2 separate regions of the Sus scrofa genome follow, and region 2 is linked to region 1. A link is a contact called in public promoter capture Hi-C data. All regions are on one chromosome and are shown on one strand. Each heading gives the region's core, a stretch centred on a gene start, on an enhancer-like site or on the middle of the called end of the contact. The rest is flanking DNA. Distances are from core to core; before and after follow the strand shown. Region 1 holds the start of CLK1 (CDC like kinase 1). Region 2 holds the start of STRADB (STE20-related kinase adapter protein beta).

What was found. Promoter capture Hi-C pulls out the DNA fragments that hold promoters and counts their contacts.
Region 2: a promoter capture Hi-C map of fetal liver shows a contact between it and region 1, with 3 times the contacts expected there. The contact joins the promoter of STRADB here to the promoter of CLK1 in region 1. A contact is called at or near these places in 2 of 5 promoter capture datasets (fetal liver and liver), 1 of 47 Hi-C or Micro-C datasets (liver) and 2 of 2 datasets of contacts at active chromatin or transcription factors (alveolar macrophages and skeletal muscle).

The regions. Positions count from the first base shown.
Region 1 is chr15:104,557,982-104,565,931 of Sscrofa11.1, reverse strand. CLK1 (CDC like kinase 1) reads left to right here and starts at 3,790. Exons shown (of 13, transcript NM_001123099.1): 1 at 3,790-3,884; 2 at 5,241-5,404; 3 at 5,695-5,923; 4 at 6,929-7,019; 5 at 7,408-7,474. The coding sequence starts at 5,241.
Region 2 is chr15:105,050,458-105,058,407 of Sscrofa11.1, reverse strand. It overlaps STRADB (STE20-related kinase adapter protein beta), which reads right to left and starts at 3,190. Exons shown (of 12, transcript XM_003133587.5): 1 at 2,916-3,190. TRAK2 (trafficking kinesin-binding protein 2) reads left to right here and starts at 2,354. Exons shown (of 16, transcript XM_021075699.1): 1 at 2,354-2,556.

The sequences.
Region 1 (7,950 bases), core at 2,541-5,040:
TAGTGAAGTGGATAGATTATGTACTATTTCACTAGTGGACTGAAAAAGAAAACTGATGGTTTTTTTCAATTCAGTTTGTATTAATTGTGGTTCAGGTAGTAATAGGAACTCCATACAATAGTTCTAAAGCAAATCTAGTATACATGATAATGGAAATTTTAATAAATACAATGAAAAAGGAATTAATCCTTTTTTTTTTTTTTTTGTCTTTTTAAAGCCGCGCCACGGCATATGGAGGTTCCCAGGCTAGGGGTTGAGTCAGAGCTGTACCTGCTGGCCTACACCACAGCCACAGCCACGCAGGATCCAAGCCACGTCTGCAACCTACACCACCACAGCTCACAGCAACACTGGATCCTCAACCCACTGAGCGAGGCCAGGGATCGAACTGACTCTTCATGGATACTAGCTGGGTTCATTAACCACTGAGCCACAAGGGGAACTCCCCTAATCCCTATCTTTATAAAGCTGCAAATATTAAAACTGTGATGGGTAGGGGATAAGACTAGAACAAGAGTGTAAATAGTATAGATAGTAGTTTAATTAAAACAGTATCCAAGGAGTTCCTGTGGCACAGTGGGTTAAGAATCTGACTGCAGTGGCTTGGGTCGCTGCAGAGGCTTGGGTTTGATTCCCAGTCCCACACCATGGGTTAAAGGATCCAGGCATTGCTGCAGCTTGGCTGGAGTTTCCTTGGCCTGGAAACTTCCATATGGCTCTGGTGCAGCCATAAAACTTAAAAAAGATCCAAAATCATTTTTAAAAGAGAAAAATTGTGTTAGGATAATCCATAATTGACATGGAGAAAAAAAAAAACAAAAGGCTTTCACCTCACATGATATACCAAAATTCCAGATGGATAAGAGTTGCCTTTTTTGCAACTCTTATGGACACTACCTGGCCAAGGATCAAATCTGAGCCACAGCTGTGACCTGTGCCACAGCTGCAGCAATGCCAGATCCCTAACCCACTGTGCTGAGCTGGGGATGATCAAACCCATGCTGTAGAGTTGCCTTTTTATAGAAAACACAAGAAAAACTTAAAACACCTCAGAGACTTCCTCTGAAGAGGAAAGTAATGTCTCAGTTTACAAGCCTAACCAATATAAAGATGGAATAGGTTTAACTGCATGAAAATAAAAAACTTTTCTGCAATTTAAAAATTTAAAGGACAGGAGTTCCTGTCGTGGCGCAGTGGTTGACGAATCCGACTGGGAACCATGAGGTTGCCCGTTCGATCCCTGCCCTTGCTCAGTGGGTTAACGATCCGGCGTTGCCGTGAACTGTGGTGTAGGTTGCAGACGCGGCTCGGATCCCGCGTTGTTGTGGCTCTGGCACAGGCTGGTGACTACAGCTCCGATTCGACCCCTAGCCTGGGAACTCCATATGCCGAGGGAGCGGCCCAAGAAATAGCAAAAACACCAAAAAAAAAAAAAGTAAGTTAAAAAAAAAATTTAAAGGACAAAAAAGAACTGCACATTCAAAAAAGCAATAAGGTATGAATGGGTAAGTAACAAGAGAAAATTTTTTTTTTTTTTTTTTAGAGGGGCACCTATGAAATACAGAGGTTCCCGGGCTAGGGGGTCTAATCGGAGCTGTAGCTGCTGGCCTATGCCAGAGCCACATCGAGGCCAGATCCGAGCCTCATCTACGACCTACACCACAGCTCATGGCAATGCCGGATCCTTAACCCACTGAGCAAGGCCAGGGATCGAACCTGAAAACTCATGGTTCCTAGTTGGATTCATTTCCGCTGTGCCACGACGAGAACTCCAGAAAAAGAAAATTTCAACTTCACTAATTCAACAATAAAGTTACAAGTTCAGTACCAATAAACTAACATGTTTTAATGTTATGCACTAAGTTAGAGCAGCCACAACAAATTACCAGAGAGTGGAAGTTGGGAAATCCAGGTGTGGGTAGCACTGTTTATTTTGAGGCCTTTTTCCTTGGCTTGTAGGTGACCATCTCCCATCTTCACAAGCTCTTTCCTCAGCTTTGTGTCCTAATCTCTTTTTATTTTTTTTAAAAAAGCTAAATTAGATTAGACCCCTCCCTAATGACCTCATTTAATCATAATTACCTCTGTAAAGACCCTATCTACTGCCAAATAAAAATTGTCCCTGCCACCTAGTTCTCTAAGAGTGAAGTGACTAGCCAACTGCAGTCGATGATCTTCAACACACCCTGAAAGGAGTTCAGGAATGAGGCCTCTGTGCTCCAGGAAAACATGGTAGAACAGGCCTTCAGATAAGATATTTCCAGGAGATTTTATAGGCCCAATTTCTTACATCTTTTCATATCTAGAAGAGCACTAAAATCAGTAACAGAGATACCTGCTCCTTGTGACTAGCAGCAACCCTCTGCCAAGATGTGTGGTTGATTCCAAGTACCCACCTTCTTTAAAATCATAATACTGGAGTTTCCGTCGTGGCGCAGTGGTTAACAAATCCGACTAGGAACCATGAGGTTGCGGTTCGGTCCCTGCCCTTGCTCAGTGGGTTAACGGTCCAGCGTTGCCGTGAGCTGTGGTGTAGGTTGCAGACGCGGCTCGGATCCCGCGTTGCTGTGGCTCTGGCGTAGGCCGGTGGCTACAGCTCCGATTCGACCCCTAGCCTGGGAACCTCCATATGCCGCGGGAGCGGCCCAAGAAATAGCAACAACAACAACAACAAAAAAGACAAAAGACAAAAAAAAAAAAAAAATCATAATACTGACCTCTTCCCTACCTCTTCAGAGCAGTTCCTCAGAGCTTCCTTTTTTTTTTTTTTTTTTAATGTTTATGGCCAGGGTCGGCAATTACTTTGTTCTATCAAGTTGCAGCTTTATTTTTGTTATTCAGAGGTTGTTTCCAGATAATTCTGTCCTCTTTTGGAAGACATGTAGAAGTTTCATGGCCAAGCTGCTGCAGTGTCAGCCTGGATCCTAAACCCACTACACCACAAGGGAACTCCTCATTTGATTCTAGTTCCCATTTTCCGGCCATTTTTTTTTTTTAACCCACTATCAAAGATGTGCCTCAGGTATATATGATAAAGAAATGGAAGGAGTATAAGCCTTTCAATGGCGAGAAAAGAGTATGTCACAGCAGTGACATCAGATCCTTAAGCTGCTGAGCCACCAGGGAACTCCAAGAGAAGTCCAAATTTGTCTTCTCTTAATGATCTTTCAGTCCCCCCACCCCAACTCTTTAGTTTACTTGGCCTTTACACGCAGAGGCCTTGCTCCATGCGGAAGTGTTGCTATATTGTGAGGAGTCCCTCTCACATTTCTTCGCCTTTGAAAATCTCGGGAAAATCCTTCCAATCCAATTTCTGTCCGTGAGTCCCAGCCACTAAAATTTTAAATTGGTTTCAGAACCTTAGCAAAAGTCCAAATCCAGGCACGTCCTAATTTGGAACTATCTGATGAAGGTGGTGTAAATTTTTTAAAGCATTATTTTAGACGTTGTAACGCTATTTCGCACTCTGCTTCCTTCAGCTTCTCATTTCTAGCGTTCACAAATACAATTTTTAGTTGAGCATGGACGAGGCGCTCCTCCCCAACGCTTAAAACGTCTCCTCAGCCCAAACACAGAACAGAGACAACATGGCCGCGGTCACAGCTCCCTCTGCTCAACCTGGTTGCGGAGCTTCGAACCCGGCGCCTGCGCACACGTCCCCCGCCCCCCTCCCTGGGCGCCAGCTCAGCCCCACCCTTTGTGCAAGCCCCGCCCCACCCGGAGGCGGAGTGACGTTTGCAGCGTCATCTTGTTTTCCCGGAGAGCCCAGACGCTTCGGCAATCGGCTCCATTTTGTTGTTGGACCTTGTCGCAGCCAGCTGGGTGTTTTCCGTTGTCGCGTTGCAAGCATTGTCTCCTGAGGCTTGGACTTTTTGGCCTGGACGGTAAGATGCAGAAGGAAGCGGGCTGGGTGTCAGGGCCCCTTTTCTGTTTCCCGAGAGCGTCTGTGACGTTCCCCTTCAAGCTTGTTGGCCGTCTGCAGTCCTGCAGGGTGACCCCTTTTCCCCTCGCACCGCCCCCCACCGCGCTTCGGCTGCACAAAGGTGGACAGCTCGTCTTCTATGCTTTTCCGAGTCCGCCGCTGCGGATTTCTATTTGAACCGTGACGCTCCAGACCCTGGCGGAGGGTAGTGACAGTGTTTGTTAGGCGGAGAGAGCTCGAACGTGTGCCTTCCCTAGAGGGAGCAGGGATCCCGATCCCCGGCGCTCCGAGCGCCATGTCGGTGGCGCAGGCGTCGGCCGAGCTCTAAGATGGCGGCGGGGCGGAGGCGGCGAAGCTGCGGGCGGAGGGTGGCCGCCAGAACGGCGTTCTGGAATGTGCGTGAGACGCGCTCCTCTGAGGACCTTCGTTCGTAACAGAGGGAAAGAAGGAACACAGGGACCGGGTGTAAGACGGTCTCACTGTCCGCTCGAGTCTTAAAGTAATTCGAGGGGAAATGGCGAGTGTCTTTGCCGTCAGTGGCGTAAACAGAAAGCAGGTTTAGGAACTCGACGGAAGAGAAATGATGTGGCATATTTGGAGGAGCTTGTGAGAGAAGCCAGGCGGTCGGGCACAGGCTTGGGAGTTTCTCCCCCAGCCCACCCCCTTGGGAACAATTGGATCCCCTTAAGTTGTGTTTAGAGACGAGGTGGTGCCCGGGCGGTTAGTACTGCTGTGAACGGTAGTTGATGAAAAGTTTATCTCTAATGTCTTTTTCAAGTTGTTAGGGATTTTTGGTTCTGACATTTCTTTAGGGAAAATGGTTTACACCGATGGTTGTGTAAGTTGCTCGTAGGCTAAGCTAGGTGTTTCTCTCCTTTTGGAAGGGATTAGCAACGAAATTCTGCTGTGTAGCACTGGGAACTATGTCTAGTCACTTATGATGGAGCATGATAATGTGAGGAAAAAGAATGTATACGTGTATGTGTAACTGGGTCACCATGCTGTACAGTAGAAAAAAAATTGTATTGGGGAAATAATAAAAAAAAGTGATGCACATCTGAATGGGCGAGTTATATATAAAGTAAATGCGTGCTTCTGGCAGGAAAGGATTTTTCCCAAAGTTGATCAATTGGAATTCCCTTTTCTTTTTTCTTTTTCAGCCCTCTTTCAGTAAATCTGATCTTGGCATGTATAATGCAGGAATCTATGAGTAGAATTCAGACTCCAGATTTAGAGATAAAAATTTTTTTTTCGGTTTATCAAACAGTGATGATATGTGGGATACAGCTTAACTGGGAAAGATTTATCTTTTATATAGATGAGACACGCAAAGAGAGCTTATTGTCCTGATTGGGATGAAAAAGATTGGGATTATGAAAGATGGAAGAGCAGCAGCAGTAGTCATAAAAGAAGAAAGAGATCACATAGCAGTGCCCGGGAGAACAAGCGCTGCAGATATAATCACTCTAAAACATCTGATAGGTAAGGAGAGTTTTTAAAGTGTCTCAGTAGCGATCTAAAAATACATTTTTATTACAATGTGTCAGTTTTATCTCAGTAAACTGAGGGGGATACATTTTCATGAAAACTAGTATCAACTTAAAATAACTGATTACCATTCCTTTGTGTATCTTGATGGCTTGTGGTGATTAAATTGTGTGGGGGGTTTTTTGGTTGGCTTTTTGGTAGGGAAATACTGTTTTAAGAGATTTATAGAGCACTTGAGGGTATTTGGTAATAACATAAAGCATTGGAAAAACATGTTTTTCTAGCTATTACTTGGAAAGCAGATCTATAAATGAGAAAGATTACCATAGTCGACGCTACATTGATGAATACAGAAATGACTACAATCAAGGATGTGAACCTGGACATCGCCATAGAGATTATGAAAGCAGATATCAGAACCATAGTAGCAAGTCCTCTGGTAGAAGTGGAAGAAGTAGTTATAAAAGCAAATACAGAATTCACCACAGTACTTCACATCATCGTTCACATGGGGTATGCAATCTTTTAAAATATTTTGGAAATTTTATTTCCCATGTGAAACAGGAAAACTTGAATTTGTGTTTGATTATTTGAGAAAGTTCTGTTTAAGATGAAGTCATCTCAATTTTAACTTGCAGGGTTCTTTGTGTTTGTGCATTGGATAGGAAATTCCTGAAGTGCAGTACATATTTATATAGTAACATCTTATTACAAGATGGCAACTAATTGTCATTCCAGTGAAATAATGGGGGTAATTTAATTTAGGTTAGTTTATAATGGATTACAAGATATTCTGAAAGTTTTTCTTATTATACTACAAGAAATCAGATTTTGTTTTGATAGTCTTACTATAAGAAGAAATGGGATTTTTGTATTTGAGTGAGGATTATGTGTGCCCTTGTTCTGGCAAAGCATGTTCTCCAATCCTTTTTTCACTAAACCACTTAACAGATTTGAACATTATGGGTTATGTGTTAATTTGGAAATCAAGCTCAGATGACATTTCAGATAGTGTTGTTATATGCCAAATTTTGTTTTCGCCCCAAATTAGGGTTTTAATTTTATTTATTGTTTCTTGATAGTTGCTTTTCTTAGATTAGGTAGGAAGTTTGGCCACAGTCTACTTTTGACAAGTAACTATTACATTCTACAGTTTTGCAACATTAAATTAGGACATTAGGAACTTTTAAATTATGTTTCAGTGAATGCTACAATTAAGCATTTTCTTTAAAAAAAAAAAAGAAAAACAATTGTATTATGTTTTGTTGCCTTGCCACTTTGAGTATCTTATCTGAAAATCTGTTCCTTGCCGTGTTTTTCTCCTGTTAACATAAACTATGTGCCCTGTGAATTTCTGGGGACTGAATTTGAAATTGCTCCTGCCAACCGTTTGTGGCCTGGCGTGTATCTGAATGCCTGAATATCTCCCCGCTGAATGAATTTCGTATTCTGCCCTGAATTCACTCGGGTATATTGATTGGCTGGATGATCTTGGTGCCGCCCACTTGACGTTTCCAGAAGAGTCACCGAAGGAAAAGAACCAGGAGTGTAGAGGATGATGAGGAGGGTCACCTGATCTGTCAGAGTGGAGACGTACTAAGTGCAAGATGTATATAGAATATTTTTCAACACTTATTAACTTTTCAGATAACATAATCTATAATTTAGATTAAGATTTCAGGGATTTGGAAATCTTTCTTTCTCTGTTTTTGTTTGTTTGTTTTCATTTCTTTTGGTGGGGGGGGATTGTGTTTTTGCTTTCTTTAGAAATTTAATGTTATGCAGAACTTCCAAAATAGTAAATCAAGTTAATGAAATTAGCTTAAGAATGAAATTAAACCTAAAAGTAGTTATGTTTTTTGGCAGTGTTGACCAATAAAAGTATCTAGATAAGGAAATTTGTAGCATCAACTAGAATAATCTGCATTTGATAGCCTTTATTATAAGTAAGCTGTTTCCACTGCTTGATATAACTGAGTTTTATTTCTCTCTTTTAGATGAAATTGTTGATACTTTAGGTGAAGGAGCTTTTGGAAAAGTCGTGGAATGCATTGATCATAAAGCGTAAGTTTCCTGGCCTGGGATTGCACTTGCTTGGGAAGGTGAACCATTGTAGAAAATGTATTTAGCTTTGGGATGTAGTCTGGCCAAGAAATAAAGCCTTTTAGCTTGGGTTTTTTACTTAGATAAGGAAACTCCCAAAAAACTTACTAGTCCTTTGTATTTTTTAAAACAGTAGCTATTAATAGTATCAGTAAGCCCCTAATTTCAAGTGGAGAACAGATCTCATTGTTTCACAAAGTATTCTTTTGTTGTCATAGTGGGAGGCCATTGTTTTCTTTTTTCTAGATCAGTAGATTTTAGCCTTGGTTTTGTTGTTGTTTTATGGCCACACCCATGTCATTTGGAGTTTACCAGGCCAGGCAGTGCTGGATCCTTAACCCACTGCACTGGACCAGAGATCTAACCCGCACCTCTGCAGTGACCCCAGCTACCTGCAGTCAGATTCTTAAGTCACTGCGCCACAGCAGAAACTCCTC
Region 2 (7,950 bases), core at 1,941-4,440, 490 kb before region 1:
ATACTCCAAGAATTTCCAATGGTTCCATTTATAAGTAAACTTTGCATCTTCCAAAATGATTTAATAGGTAATTAATCTTCCTCATCTGATTAATCACCATTAAATCACTTAGGGTCACTGACCAGCAAATTTGGGAAAGAATCAGGATTAGTAACAGACTAGGAATTAATACCATTTTCTTCTCGCCATATGTTTTAAAATTTTTTGTGTCATTTCCATACAAAAATAATAGTTTCTGTAGGTCGAATATTTTTTATTTTATGATTCTTAGATCTGATTTCTTTTACTTCTTGGAATTTACTGACATATATGAAAGATACGCAGTAATCATACAAATAAGTTCTGTCCACTTTCATTAACGGAGTACTAAGCTCAATAGTTTATGAAGATTCTAACAGATTCAGAGGGTTAAAAGAGCTTCTTCAGATTCAAGGAGCTACTAAAGCACCACCAAAAGTTTCCAGATCTTTCCTAAAAGGTGGTAATGCTCTAAACCTGCTAGTGCCAGGTCTTTCCTTATACCTAACCAATATCTCTTTCATCTAAATTGTGGCTCATTATTTCATTTTAATGAAGTTCCCAAGTCTAATCAAGGTATCTACAAACATCTGAACAAAATGAGAAAGAAAAAGACTTTGCTCACCATAGAGTAGCAGCCAATTTTATTGCTAGGGAAGGATGTCAATTTACTCAGGATATTCAGTATAAACCAAAGACAGAAAACAGGACGAAGAAAAATCTGAGAGTGCTTGATTATTTTGTCACCTGCCATTCACTATCATCAATGTAAGACGCTGGTGTCTGCTGTGTTACAAGAGGGGGAATGCAACACCTGCCCTGCCCACTTTCCAAGGTGACTGAGATCAAATTGAATATTTCATCTGAAAGGGCTCAGAACTAGCAAATATTGTGTCAATATAAGAGCTGAAGAAGATGTTTTGAAAGGTACACTCAGATATTATTGGTGGCAGTACCAAACAATAGGGCTCATTTGGAAAGCAGGTTGGCAATGTTTTAATAATGATAAAAATGTTGGGACATATATAAACTAATATATATACAAAAATCAATCAGTAACAAGGCCTACTATATAGCACTGGGAATTCTATTCAATGCTCTGTGATGGCCTATACGAGAAAAGAATCTGAAAAAGAATCGATATATGTATAGCTGATTTACTTTCCCGTACAGCTGAAGCTAACACAACATTGCAAGTCTACTCCAATTAATTTTTAAATATTCATACCTTTTGACCTAATAAAATTCTCACTTCCATTAACTTATTCTAAGGAAACATCCGAGTAAATGAAAAAACCACACACCTGAAAGTCACTGTGCTATTGACTAAAAAAGCCAAGTATTCACTTCACAAATGTTTAATGAATGCCTGTCATGGGTCAGGCACTGTGCTAGGCACTTGGGACACTCATTAGTGACCACCGCAGACAAGGCCCTGACCACTTGTAGGGGACATTCCCACAAGCAGTAAGATTAGAGATATCATGATTAACTGAATTTCCTGGTTCTCAGGATTTTGTTTCCTGCTTTTCCCACGTAATATAAGTAAGTTCTTAAACAACAAAAATTTTGTAAACTCCATTACACTTTTTTTTTCCCAGAAAAACTCATAAGAAACACAATCTGTGAGAACTGTGCATGGGTTAATCCCAGAGATTTTGCTTTAGATGTGACAGACTATTAAGAGATAATATTATAAGACATTTTGAGGTCAAGGCAGCAGCTGCCCCTGCTAAGGGCAGCGGGGGGAGGGAAGGATAGCTTTGCTGTCATAATTTTCTCCTGCATGCGCTTTCACTAGGTATAAATATAAATTCTTTAAAAAAAATCATGGTGAGACTTGTATTTCTAAATATATTCACAGGTACATCAGTGTGGTCTCTTGCACTTGTATCTAAAAAGCTAATTAGGATAAAGCCTTATAAATAATTTAAATCTGTTCTATATTAATGGTTCCTCCTAAGGCTTTAATCTGAAAGGTTAAATTAACACTTGCTGAGAAAATCAGGAGCGCATCTAAATTACACAACTGGGGAGGGGGGAGAGAATTAGTTAATGTAAACATCCAAAAGAGACCACTGTTACTGGGAATGCAAAAAACCTGATTTAACTGCGCAGAGCTCTAAGATTACTGTAAGTTTCAAAGGGATCCTGGGAACCCATAAAGTCTTAAAAATTAGAGCGACGCACAACTCAGTAGAATTTTCCAAACTTAGCATCGTGACTCACACTTTCAAAAAATATTTACGAAGTGCCTACTGTGTGCCAGGCTCTAGGCTAGGTAGGCGCTGTCACAAATTCTGATCAAGTTCTAAGGGAAAAGGTGCCTGACACAACAAACCCACGAGGAAACAACACAACGCTGAACTTAAATACCGAGGACCAAACGCAGCTTGAGCATTTAATGATGTAAAAGCTTCCTTCCGAGTCCTGTTTTGGGGCACTTTGTTAGCGAACTCACAGAAGGTGTCACACGGAGCGGGGGCCGGAGGGCGTCCTCGGTTTGGAAACTTCTCGAGCGGGGAAGCACGGCCAAAGGTGAGAGCAAGGGTAAGGGTGGGGGTGGCGGGGCCGGGGGAGAGCGCGGCGGGCGGATGGGCCCCCAAACACCTGGCACCGCCAACCCCAGCAGGCGCCGCCTACGCCGCACGCAGGTGCCTCCGCCGCCGCGAGGCCCAGGACTCCCGGGCAGAGCCGGAGCTGCGCGGGGCGCACGGGCCGGTCGCCACGCAGAGCCGGGCTCCCTCCACAGCCCCGCTGGCCGCCCGGGCTCGGGCTTGAGGCAGGGTGGCGAGTTCTAGTCCCGGGCTTCCCGAGGTTAGCGCGAACGCAACCGCGCTCCCTCACGTCCCAACTGTCCCTCCCTTACCCTCCCCGGCCCGGCGTCCCCTCATTACCTAGGCGGCGACCAAAGCCAGCAGCTCTCCTCAGGCAGCCAAAGGTGCAGGGCCCGGGTGCCCGGCCCGCCCAGGGGCAAGGCGAGAGCGCAAGGCCCGCTCCCAGCGCGGGCCGCGAAGCTCAAGAGGGCGGCGCGACCCGGACTGGGACTGTGGGCCTGGAACTCGGCCCCAGCCCGGGGCACCCCGCCGGGACGGGATTCGCCCCACCCCGGCTGCAGGGTCGCGGCCCCGCCTCCCGCCTCGGGGCCGCCGGTTAGGGGGCGTGGCCTTTCGTGCTAGGGGCGTGGCCTAGAGGAAACTGCAATTCCCAGCAGGTAGTGCGCTAGCGCCTTAGAGGCTGCTGGGAGAGTGGGTCTCGTCCTCTCTTCCCCAATTGTGCGGGGCGGGGGACTGTAATTGAGCCGGCGTCGCTGCAAAACCGAAGTCGCCGAGTGATGATGTTGTGAAGTCGCCCACCAGTCCCTGCCACGCCCGGGCGGTTACAGGCAGCGGCGGCCGCTTTGGCTGCTGCTCCTAGGCTGCCGCCGCTTTTAGAATCTTCTCCTTGAAGGAGCGCGGGCGCAGGACCGAGGACCCCGGGCTATTCCTGTAAGTAACCTTCCCGCGCACGACCCGAACTTGCTCTTGCCATCTTCTCTTGAAGGCAGAGGAGCCTCCTCGCCCCGCGCTCCTCCTGGTCCTCGGAGGTCGCGCGCGGACACTGGAGCCGGAGCTGGGTACTGGAGGGCTGGGTGCTCGCCGGGTCCCCGCCCCGCTCTGGGAAGCGGGTGGTTTTCTAAGGATAAGGGCGAAGTGGTGGGCATTGGACTCTGGTCCCCGGGTTCACCCCAGATGCGCCTCTGAGGAGGATTAGCAGTATCCCATCCTCTGCCGGACAGTACTCACCTAGTGCCCCATCCCCGAGCGATGAGCGGCTTTAGTGTCTGGACGTTAAACCTTAAGCCTCAGTCGCCATCTGTGATGGGAGAGAGATGAGACGATAGTGGAAAAGAGCTCTATGTTGAGTTGGGCTTTTCTTGCAATTGATTTTGAGCCAGACGTCTTTTAAAAGAAAGACAGTTGCCTTTAGTTTCAACCGTAAATAATGAATATTGGCAGATATCCTTTTAGTATCAGCATAAAGATAATCTCCCAAACACTTGAAAGACTTCTGGGTCATTTTAATAGTGGTGAACTCGGTTACTTGCCCACGAGCCTTTTATTTAAACCTGCAGTTTCTGCCCCAGAAACAAACTTTTCACTGGAAATTCATCAAGCTAGAATGGACCATAGAAATAAAATGAAAAGGACTCTTCCAGGTTTTTGTTTTTAATTTATTTCAGTCATTTTTCCCCTCAACTTCAAATCTTTGCTGTAGAATTGGAAGTCTGAGCTAGAGTGATCTCCAAATAGCATGTTGACGGTGGTGACATGACACTACAGAAGAAATTGTGAAGGACATTTGGTGGTAAGAAAGGGCAAGCATGAAGACACTTTATCATCTCAGCAGTTATTCCAGCTTTCTGTTTTTAAAATTCAGTAACATTCAGCAAGTCTCAGACATTCATCAAACACTGAAAGACAGTTGTTATATTTACATATCTTTATTCATAGGATGACAGGAGTCAGACAAACATTTGAGTACTTCCAATCAGCCAGGCATCTCAGTTATGAGCTCTACATACGTTGGATCTCTTAATCACTAAAATAATTCTGTTGCATAATCTGAGGTTCAAAAACTTTGCTTATGTAACAAGTAGAGATTCATACCTAGATCTATCTGCCTTACTTCAAAGTGTGGGTCAGGTAACTTGTACCTACTTCAGAATTACTGACCTTAAAAAAAAAAAAAAAATTACTGACCTTAAAGGTTGGAAAAGCATTTTCCAGCATTATTTCCTAATACCGGTTCCTACTGCATACCTTGGACATCTAGAATAAATCCTGAAGCCCTGCTTTAGTGCTTTTGAACCAGTTGTTCTATCTACTTGCAATTCTCATCCTCCACAGAGTTAAAGACCATTACAGGGAGTTCCCGTCGTGGCGCAGTGGTTAACGAATCCGACTAGGAACCATGAGGTTGCGGGTTCGGTCCCTGCCCTTGCTCAGTGGGTTAACGATCCGGCGTTGCCGTGAGCTGTGGTGTAGGTTGCAGACGCGGCTCGGATCCCGCGTTGCTGTGGCTCTGGCGTAGGCCGGTGGCTACAGCTCCGATTCGACCCCTAGCCTGGGAACCTCCATATGCCGCGGGAGCGGCCCAAGAAATAGCAACAACAACAACAACAACAAAAGACAAAAGACAAAAAAAAAAAAAAAAAAAAAAAAAAAAAAAAAAAAAAAAAAAAAAAAAAAAAAGACCATTACAAATGCACCTCTTTACTTATGTAAGCCTTGGTAGGATTGGCCTTTCATCTCAAAAGTCTTTCCAGTTCAAAGGCTTAGTGGTTCTGTAATTGAAAATATGAGCCAAGGAGTGTTATCCTCTTCTGCAAATGGTTAACATCTGTAGTCACAAAGAGTAGAAAAAATTGTTTCTTAAGATTTTTACTTCAATACACAAAATACGGTAAACACCAATATAAGGAATGAGATGATAATGTTATTTCATGTTTATTTTCAGCTTTGTTTATATCATCCATACCAATTTTTGAACCTCTGGTTACTATCCTGTTTAGTTAATAAGAAATCTGAACACTAAGGTAATATTCACATTTAAAATAACTTAATAGTTGAAAGAGCTAAATTATTCATGATTTCCAGTCATATTTGATCTGCAGTAATCGTATAATAGGAAACATTTGTATAGATCTTACTATGTGTTAGATACTTCTCTAAATGTTTCACCTATATTAGCTTATTGTCACAGTAGCAGTATGAGGTGTTTTTATAGATAACTAAAGCAAAGGGTAAGTTAACGTACCCAAGGTCATGCTGATACTAAGTGATGGAACTGGGTGTCAAATCCAGGCAGTCCCAGAGTCTTTACTATAACATTTATTGAGCACCTACTGTGTACCAGCCCTACAACAGAATGCTTTTATTATAATTTGCCATTTATCTTTATAATTACCTTATGTAGAATGGAAGGTTGGCATTTAGTGACTTGTCCAAAGTCACGAGATAAGTCAGTGGTAGAGCCAGGATTTGAACTCACACTTGCCTTTCTTCAAAGTCCATGTTCCTTCTTCTACAATAAATAATCAAATCTTTAGTAAGTACCTTCAGTGGGACAGACACCATGCTAAGTGGTAGAATTTACACTTCTCATAATTCTCCAGAATTAAGAGAAAATAAATTTCTGTTGTTTAAGCTGCCCAGTCTGGTAGTTTGTTATGGCAACCCGTGCAAACTAATGGAGAGATGTTTTACCGAAGAGATGACTTACAAAAAGCCTTTGATGTGTAGCCAAGTGCTTAGGTTTCATGGTAAGGAGTGTTGAGAAATGAAGCTGGAGACTAGGCTGGAGTCATATTTGGATGAGTTTGTATGAGACACTAAGGATTTTAAACTTTTTCCTAAGGGGTATGGAATGGAGGGAGTTTGTAGCAATAGGAATACATTAAGTCTGTATTTTAGAAAGATACTCTGTGAGCCATGGAGGATGGATTAAAGGGGGTAAGACTGGAGGCAATAAGATCAGTTAGGTATCTTATTGCCACAGGAAGCCGAACTGAATATTTTCTCGGAGTATTGAAATGGCAAACTAAAGTGGAACCATTGTTAACATAAGAACGATTTTAAAGGGCACAGCTGACCCTTAGGGCATACATAAGGTCATTTAGGAATAATTTGTATATACCTCTTTCGTACCTAGAGATTGGCTTTGCTTTTGACATTTTGCTTTCCATAAAGAAAGCTTTATTCAGTTATCACAGAATATTCATTATTTTTCCACTGTATTTAATAGACATTCTTATGATACTTATTCTCTTCTATGCCAAGTCCACTGACAACTTCATGAAATAGCTACTCGGTATTACTATCTCCATTTTGTACATAAAGATATTGATGCACAGAGAAATTAAGTAACTTGCCCATGGTCACGTAGCTAATAAATGATAGTGGTTAAGATTCAAACTCAGGCAGTCTGTCTTTAGAATCTGTGCTTTTAGCCATTATACTCTCCTGTTGCCATTTACTATTTATCGAGGTCTTCAAATGCCTCTGAAAAGAGGAGGAAAAAAATACCAAAATAGAATATGTTTGCCACAGAGAATATAAAGTTAATCAGAAATGATAAGGAACAAGTGTATTTTTTCTTTTTTTTTTTTCCTTTTCTTTTTTTAATTTTAGAGAGGAGTTCCTGTTGTGACTCAGTGGTAACAAACTCTACTAGTATCCATGAGGGTGTGGTTTCCATCTCTGGCCTCACCCAGTAGGCTAAGGATCTGGCGTTGCCTCCAGCTGTGGTGTAGGTCACCACTTGGCTGGGATCTGGCCTTGCTGTGACTGTGGCTGTGGCCGGCAGCTACAGCTGCAATTTGATCCCTAGGCTGGGAGCTTAATGGGAAAAAGTGGCATTGACCTGAGGTGTGAAGAATGTCTAGACTTTGGATATGTAGAAGGGGGAGAAGACATTAAAGGTAGAAGACATAGCATGGATGAAGTTATAGGTTTGAGAATTTCCTGGTGTGTCTAGGGAATTGGTAAATACAGTCCTTTGTTTTGGCTAGAAAATATTGTGTGGTTGGAGAAGCCAGTTTTTTGGGGGGGCGCAGGGGTGCAGATAGTGAATGTCTGGGAAAGAGAACTTACGAAGTGAGGGGCAAGGAAAACTGAGGTTTTTAAATCAAATGTTTGAGGTATATACTAGAAGTAATTATCTTTTAGGAGAGGATAAATAAAGTTCATCTAGTCCCATTTTAACCATTAAGTCCCATTTCATTTCATGCCATGTCTCACAAACCCCACACATCCCTCTTGCTGTTTCCTTTCACTTAATTTATGCCTTTCTTACCATAATCTAGGCATAATGCGATGAGATTTCTTAATTGTTTTTCTGTCTCTGACCTCTCCATTCCTGAAATTTATCCTCTATTCTGACTCCAGGTTT